2 separate regions of the Columba livia genome follow, and region 1 is linked to region 2. The links are chromatin contacts, called in public Hi-C maps. All regions are on one chromosome and are shown on one strand. Each heading gives the region's core, a stretch centred on a gene start, on an enhancer-like site or on the middle of the called end of the contact. The rest is flanking DNA. Distances are from core to core; before and after follow the strand shown. Region 1 overlaps VAC14 (VAC14 component of PIKFYVE complex). Region 2 holds the start of MTSS2 (MTSS I-BAR domain containing 2).

Evidence for each region. Hi-C and Micro-C count contacts between places; a contact is called where the count stands out from the background.
Region 1: a Hi-C map of liver shows a contact between it and region 2, with 3 times the contacts expected there. The contact joins the enhancer-like site here to the promoter of MTSS2 in region 2. A contact is called at or near these places in 2 of 2 Hi-C or Micro-C datasets (crop and liver).

Annotation. Positions count from the first base shown.
Region 1 is chr13:11,561,520-11,564,219 of bColLiv1.pat.W.v2, forward strand. The region is part of intron 11 of VAC14 (VAC14 component of PIKFYVE complex); the gene reads right to left. Among named protein-coding and RNA genes, the nearest start is that of TRNAG-GCC, 10 kb to the right of the region's middle. Within about 2 kb of position 1,297, at least 1 of the 3 cell types and tissues checked has an H3K27ac peak away from gene starts, as active enhancers do.
Region 2 is chr13:11,519,450-11,522,175 of bColLiv1.pat.W.v2, forward strand. It overlaps MTSS2 (MTSS I-BAR domain containing 2), which reads right to left and starts at 1,316. Exons shown (of 15, transcript XM_065028983.1): 1 at 969-1,316. The coding sequence starts at 1,037.

The DNA of each region.
Region 1 (2,700 bases), core at 47-2,546, 42 kb after region 2:
CCATCCAGCGTGAGTCTCTCCTTGCTTTGGGCTTGATTATTTATGGCAAGCGCACAAAGAGACTTCGAGCAGCTCAGCAAGACCAGACCTTAAAAACAAGGTGTCTGAGCAAAGTCTTTCAGCCTGGTGCAAAGCCCTGACTAGCACTGACCCTCCAAAGCCAGATTCTCCTTTGGTGAGACAAGCTAGCGAGAAGCGACAGCTTCAGGGTGCATCAGGAGAGCATCTAAATTGTGCTTGGGGCCAGGGGCTCTGTAAAAGGATGTTCAGCCTTGTTGGGAAGAAAGACGGTATCAGCACTGCTGCCCAGCCAGGTTCCCTGGGGGAGGGCAGTATCGCAGGATGAAGACAGCAAAAAAATACCCTGAAGATGCGTGTACACCTTGTGCTACTCAATACAAATGCGGAGCCCTATCTGGAAAAGGAAGGGAGGTGATTCCCCATAAGAGAACTGATGGGTTAAGCTCACATAGGACCCCACACTAAAACGGTGATCCCCAGCCCATGAGCCAAGAGCTTCTGGGGATGCTGATCTGCTCCAGGATAACGTGAATGTGCATAAAATACTGGACTGGGCCAGGAGTAATGGCTGAGAGAGCACCCCACGTTCCCTTTCCTAACAGGCACTGACGCTGCAGGTTTGCTAGCTCAATCTGTCCTCATCGTTCCCAAAAACACCCAGTGCAAAACCCCCCTACTATGTCCGTCATTTCTATTTCCTCTGCAGAGAGCAGCAAATCTGGTTGGGAGCCAGCAGAGCGGTGGTGTTTAATGGATTGACTCGTCTATGGATTTCCTTAAACCCCCCTCCCCTCCAAACATTTAAATAAATAGAAGACAGGATTAAATAAATCAGCTTAAAATTACTTTTGAGCCATTCCCAGTTATGTCACATGGAGGAAATGCATCACCAGGGTCCTTTCTTCACTGCTTTTTTCAAATATTAATAAGCAGTGTAATTGCAACATGACTCACAGCAATCTCCTGCCAAGCTGGAGAGACTATCTGCAAGATGCAGGCTTTCTAGAGTGTTGCAAAGGCAGATGTGTGCTTGGGGACTCTTTTGGAAAGGTTTGCATCGTAAGCAGCAGGGTATGGAAAACAGCCAGGCAGTCGCTTGCCTTTGCAAGCGCAAGTCATTCCCTCGCTTGCTTATTCCCTTCCATCCTCTCTCAACAACCCCCTCGCACATGGGATTTACTGCAGGGTTGGGGTTTGATGTCCTAAGCATGTAAGGCGAAGCAGAGAGCATGTGATATGTATTACACGAGGGAGGTCTGGCCCAAAAACCCAGCCGGGATCATTGGCAGCTCATGGCATGAGGTGTTCAGCTGACAGCAGAAGTGCTCCCGGTGCCCGGCCAGCTGCATGCCGGAGCTGCCAGCCTCCCACCCAGGCACTAGAAGTGCCCCAGGGTGTAACGAAGAGTGGGCGAAGACAACAAAGATGCCAAAATTCAGATGACTGGAAGGAAAACAGAAGGGTAAGGAAGAAAGACATGGAAATTGGAAAATGGTGCAGCACCTCAGAAAGGGAGCAGTCTGGGAGACGAAGAGCACCATGGCGGAGCAAGGCACAGGCAGGAGAGTGAAGGCAGAGCTGGTTCACTCACAGAATCACATAATAGTTTGGGTTGGAAGGGACCTTCAAAGCTCATCTAGTCCAATGCCCCTGCCATGAGCAGGGACATCTTCACCAGATCAGGTTGCTCAGAGCCCCGTTCAGCCTGGCCTGAGATGTCTCCAGGGATGGGGCATCCACCACCTCTCTGGGCAACCTGGGACAGTATTTCACCACCCTCATTGTGAAAAATTTCTTCCTCATGTCTGGCATGAATCTTCCTTCCTTTAGTTTAAAACCATCACCCCTTGTCCTATCACAACAGGCCCTGCTAAAAAGTCTGTCCCCATGTTTCTTATAGGTCCCTTTTAAGCACTGAAAGGCCACAATAAGGTCTCCCTGGAGCCTTCTCTTCTCCAGCTGAACACCCCAACTCTCTCAGCCTGACCTCCCAGCAGAGCTGTTCCAGCCTCAGATAATTTCTGTGGCTCCTCTGGACCCTCTCCAACAGGTCCATGTCTGTCTTGTGCTGAGGGATCCAGAGCTGGACCAGCACTGCAGGTGGGTCTAACCAGAACAGAGCAGAGCGCTCCTTGCTGCCTGATTTTCTTTGCTCACTTCCAAGTAAAGCAATTCCCAGACAACCTGATGCCCCTGGGCATCTCCTGCAGCCCCATCAGGCAGGGCTGATGCTACTTAATCATCCCATGACTTGTATTTTGCAGCACTGGCCAGAGTACGATCCTCTCACATCTCTACAGAGCTGTCACAAGGCACTCAAATTCACCAAGGACTTGCCCATGACCCAGCTCCATGGGGAAGATACCAGCTCTGGGACGTGAATCCCCACATGTCTTCCCAGGTAGGCAAAAATGATTTTTAGTAGTTGGCTTGGAGAGATCAGCTCTCAGAGACGGAGAGGAAGGTTTATACAGACAGAGGATCCCAAATGCACCAGCCTGAGACAGCCAGGCTTCAGCTAGGCAGTTACCTGCAGGCTCTGCATTGGGTCTTCTTTAGTTTAGCCAACACGGTTAAACCCCCAAGTGCCAGCACTGGCCAAGCCTCACAAAATTGCTCAGTTCAAACTAAAGAAAAAAAACAAAACCAAAGTCCAGCTGGATGTGGAGACAGTAAGCC
Region 2 (2,726 bases), core at 66-2,565:
TTTGGCCCCCGGAGATGAAGAAACCCGGCTGGTCCGCTCCTCCCCATTCAGCCCCCGGGGAAAAATGCCCCCCAGCTTTTTTTTTTTTTTTTTTAATGAAAACAAACAAAAAAGCCTTTTTTTAAACACAGCCCCATCCTGCTCCCAGGGAGGGTGGAGGCGATGTCCCCTCCCCAGGCTGGGAAATGGGATCGAGGAGCTGGGAGACCTTTTTGTTCCACTGGTGCAAACCCAAGCGGGTCCGGCAGAAATCCAAGCTGGCGAGTGGAGGGTGGCAGGGACAACACGATGCCCCAGATCAGTGGTGATGCCCAATGTGGGGCCAGTGGTACCTGATGTGGGGCAGCATTGCCTGGTCTATGATACCTGACATGGGGCTTTGATACCCACTGACGGCTACACGGTTGATACAGGACTCCGATACCCAATGCGGGGCTCTGGTAGCCAGTGACGGACACGGGGCTGATATGGGGCTGCGATCCCCAGCGTGGGGTCCGATGCCCAAGGCAGGCCCCTGATGCCCAGCATGGGGTTGATGTGGGGCTCTGACACCCAGTGCCAGTTTCCAGTGCCTGAAGTGGGGACCAGATGCCCAGTATGGGGTTGATGTGGGGCCCTGGCACCCAGTGCTCACCTCCCATGCCCCGATACGTGGCCCTTATGCCTGGTATGGGGTTGATGCGGGGCTCTGACACCCAGTGCCAGCCTCTGATGCCCAATATGGGGCCCCACTACCCGACCTGGCGCTGATGTGGGGCTGCGATACCCGACACGGGGTTGCGATACCCGGCTCCGGGGCTGGACAGCGGAGCGCCGGTACCCGCCGCGGGGCTGACGCGGAGATACGGTCCGCGATGCCGGTCGGTTCGTGCTCGCAGCAGCGGCGGGAGCGGGGGCTGGGGCTGCCCGGTGCGGGGGAAGCGCTGTCACGGCAGCGGAACGGTGGCGGTAGCGGGGGGGGTCCCTACCTTCATGTCGTTGATGATGGCTTGGAAGAGGCCGCCGAGGGCTCCGCACTCCTTCTCCGCTGTCTCCATCGCGGCGCTGCGGCAGCCCGGGGCGGGCGGCGCCGCCGGGGGAGGCCGCGGCGGCGGGCCAGGCTCAGCGGCGGCGGGGGGCGGGCGGCGCCCGGGCGGCGGGGCGGCGGCGGAGCGGCGGGGGGGCCGGGCGGAGCGCGGCGCGGTGCATCGCCCCCCCCGCGCCTTCCCCGGGGGCTGAGCGGGACCCGCCGCCCCCCTGGGCCGCCCCTTGGCGGCGGAGCGGAGTGCGGAGCGCGGAGCGGGGAGCGGAGCGGGACGCGGAGCGGAGCCGGGCGCGCAGAGCGGCGCCCCGGGGCGGTGGCGGGGGCGGAGCAGGGCGGGACCTGCGCGGCACATGCGCCGCCCGCCGTGGGGCCGGGGGGGGAGGTGGAGGACGCGGGGGGTGCGGGGTGTTGCGCCGGGATGCCGGGGCCGGGGGCAGGCCCGGTGGTGCTCGGTGATGCTCCGGGAGCTGCGGGGAAAACGGCTCTGGGAGCCCCCAGGGCTGCAGTGGAGGGAGCCCCGAGGGATGATTTGGGATACTGGGACTCGGGGGCAGCTCCGCTGGCTGGGGGAGCACCGGAGCAGTGGAGGAACCCCACGGGATGCTCTTAGGGTGTGGGTGGGGAGTCCCGTCGTGTGTGCGCAGGGATGCCGGGCCTGGGGTCAGCACTGTGCGATGCTCAGGGGCACCCCCAGATCCCTGGAGGTGCTGGGGGGGTGCAGCTTCCAGGCCAGGGCTCTGTTTTGCCTCCCTCCAAGGGCTTTTTGACCCCCACTGCATCCCGTACCTGGGGAAGGCATGTGCCATAGGTGTGCTGCAGGCAACCACCTTGGTGCAGGCTGAAGTTTAACGCCCTCCGGGGTGATTATATAGCAGCTCTGAGACATCTTACGGCACTCGATTACCACAGAGCCGTGGGAAACGTGTGGCCTGTCAGCAGACGAACCCTTCCCTGTCGCCATCCCGAGGCCTCATCCCCGGCCTCCTGGGATCTCGAGGGATGGGCTGAGCACCCATGCACCTCGCTGCATAGAGCCGTGAAACAATGCCCAATCGGGCTGAGGGGCTCAGCCTGAGCTGCCTATTCCCCTCCTGCCAGAAAAGCAGCCTGATTCCCTGCCGTTGCTGCCCCGGCGGCACCGTGCTGCTCTGGCCGGTGCTGGTCAGAAGCCACCCATAAGGAAACTATTACAGCTCAGTGCTCCGGCAGCTGGCTGGAATTTCTCCCCATAAACCCTGTTCCTTGGCGTGGAAAGAGGCCGCTCAGTGGTGGCAAGCACAGCAGGAGCAATGGGCAGAACCCTGGGACCGGCAGCAGCCCTGGACCATGCTGGCAATGACCCGGCAGCGGCTGGGGACAGGCAACACGGACCCTCTGGCACTCTGAGCAGTCGGAGGGCTGGGGAAGCCACCGTTCACTCATCTTGAGTGTTAAAATTAACCCGCCGTGACCGGGTTTGGAAAGCCCTTTCCTGGGAATGACAGGAATGTCTTTATCCCAGCCAAACCAGCGCTGGTGTGGGGCTGTTTGGAGAGCCCTCTGCCAGAGCCCCGCTCCACTGTAAGCAGGCCAGGAGCCATAAAAACTCCACAAATTCCTTCAGCTCCCTGTTCCTGGGGATCAGGTGAGGGCCTGAAAAACACCAGGGATGCAACTGCAACCTCTTGAACCACAGCAGCCGGGCACATGCCTCAGCACTGCG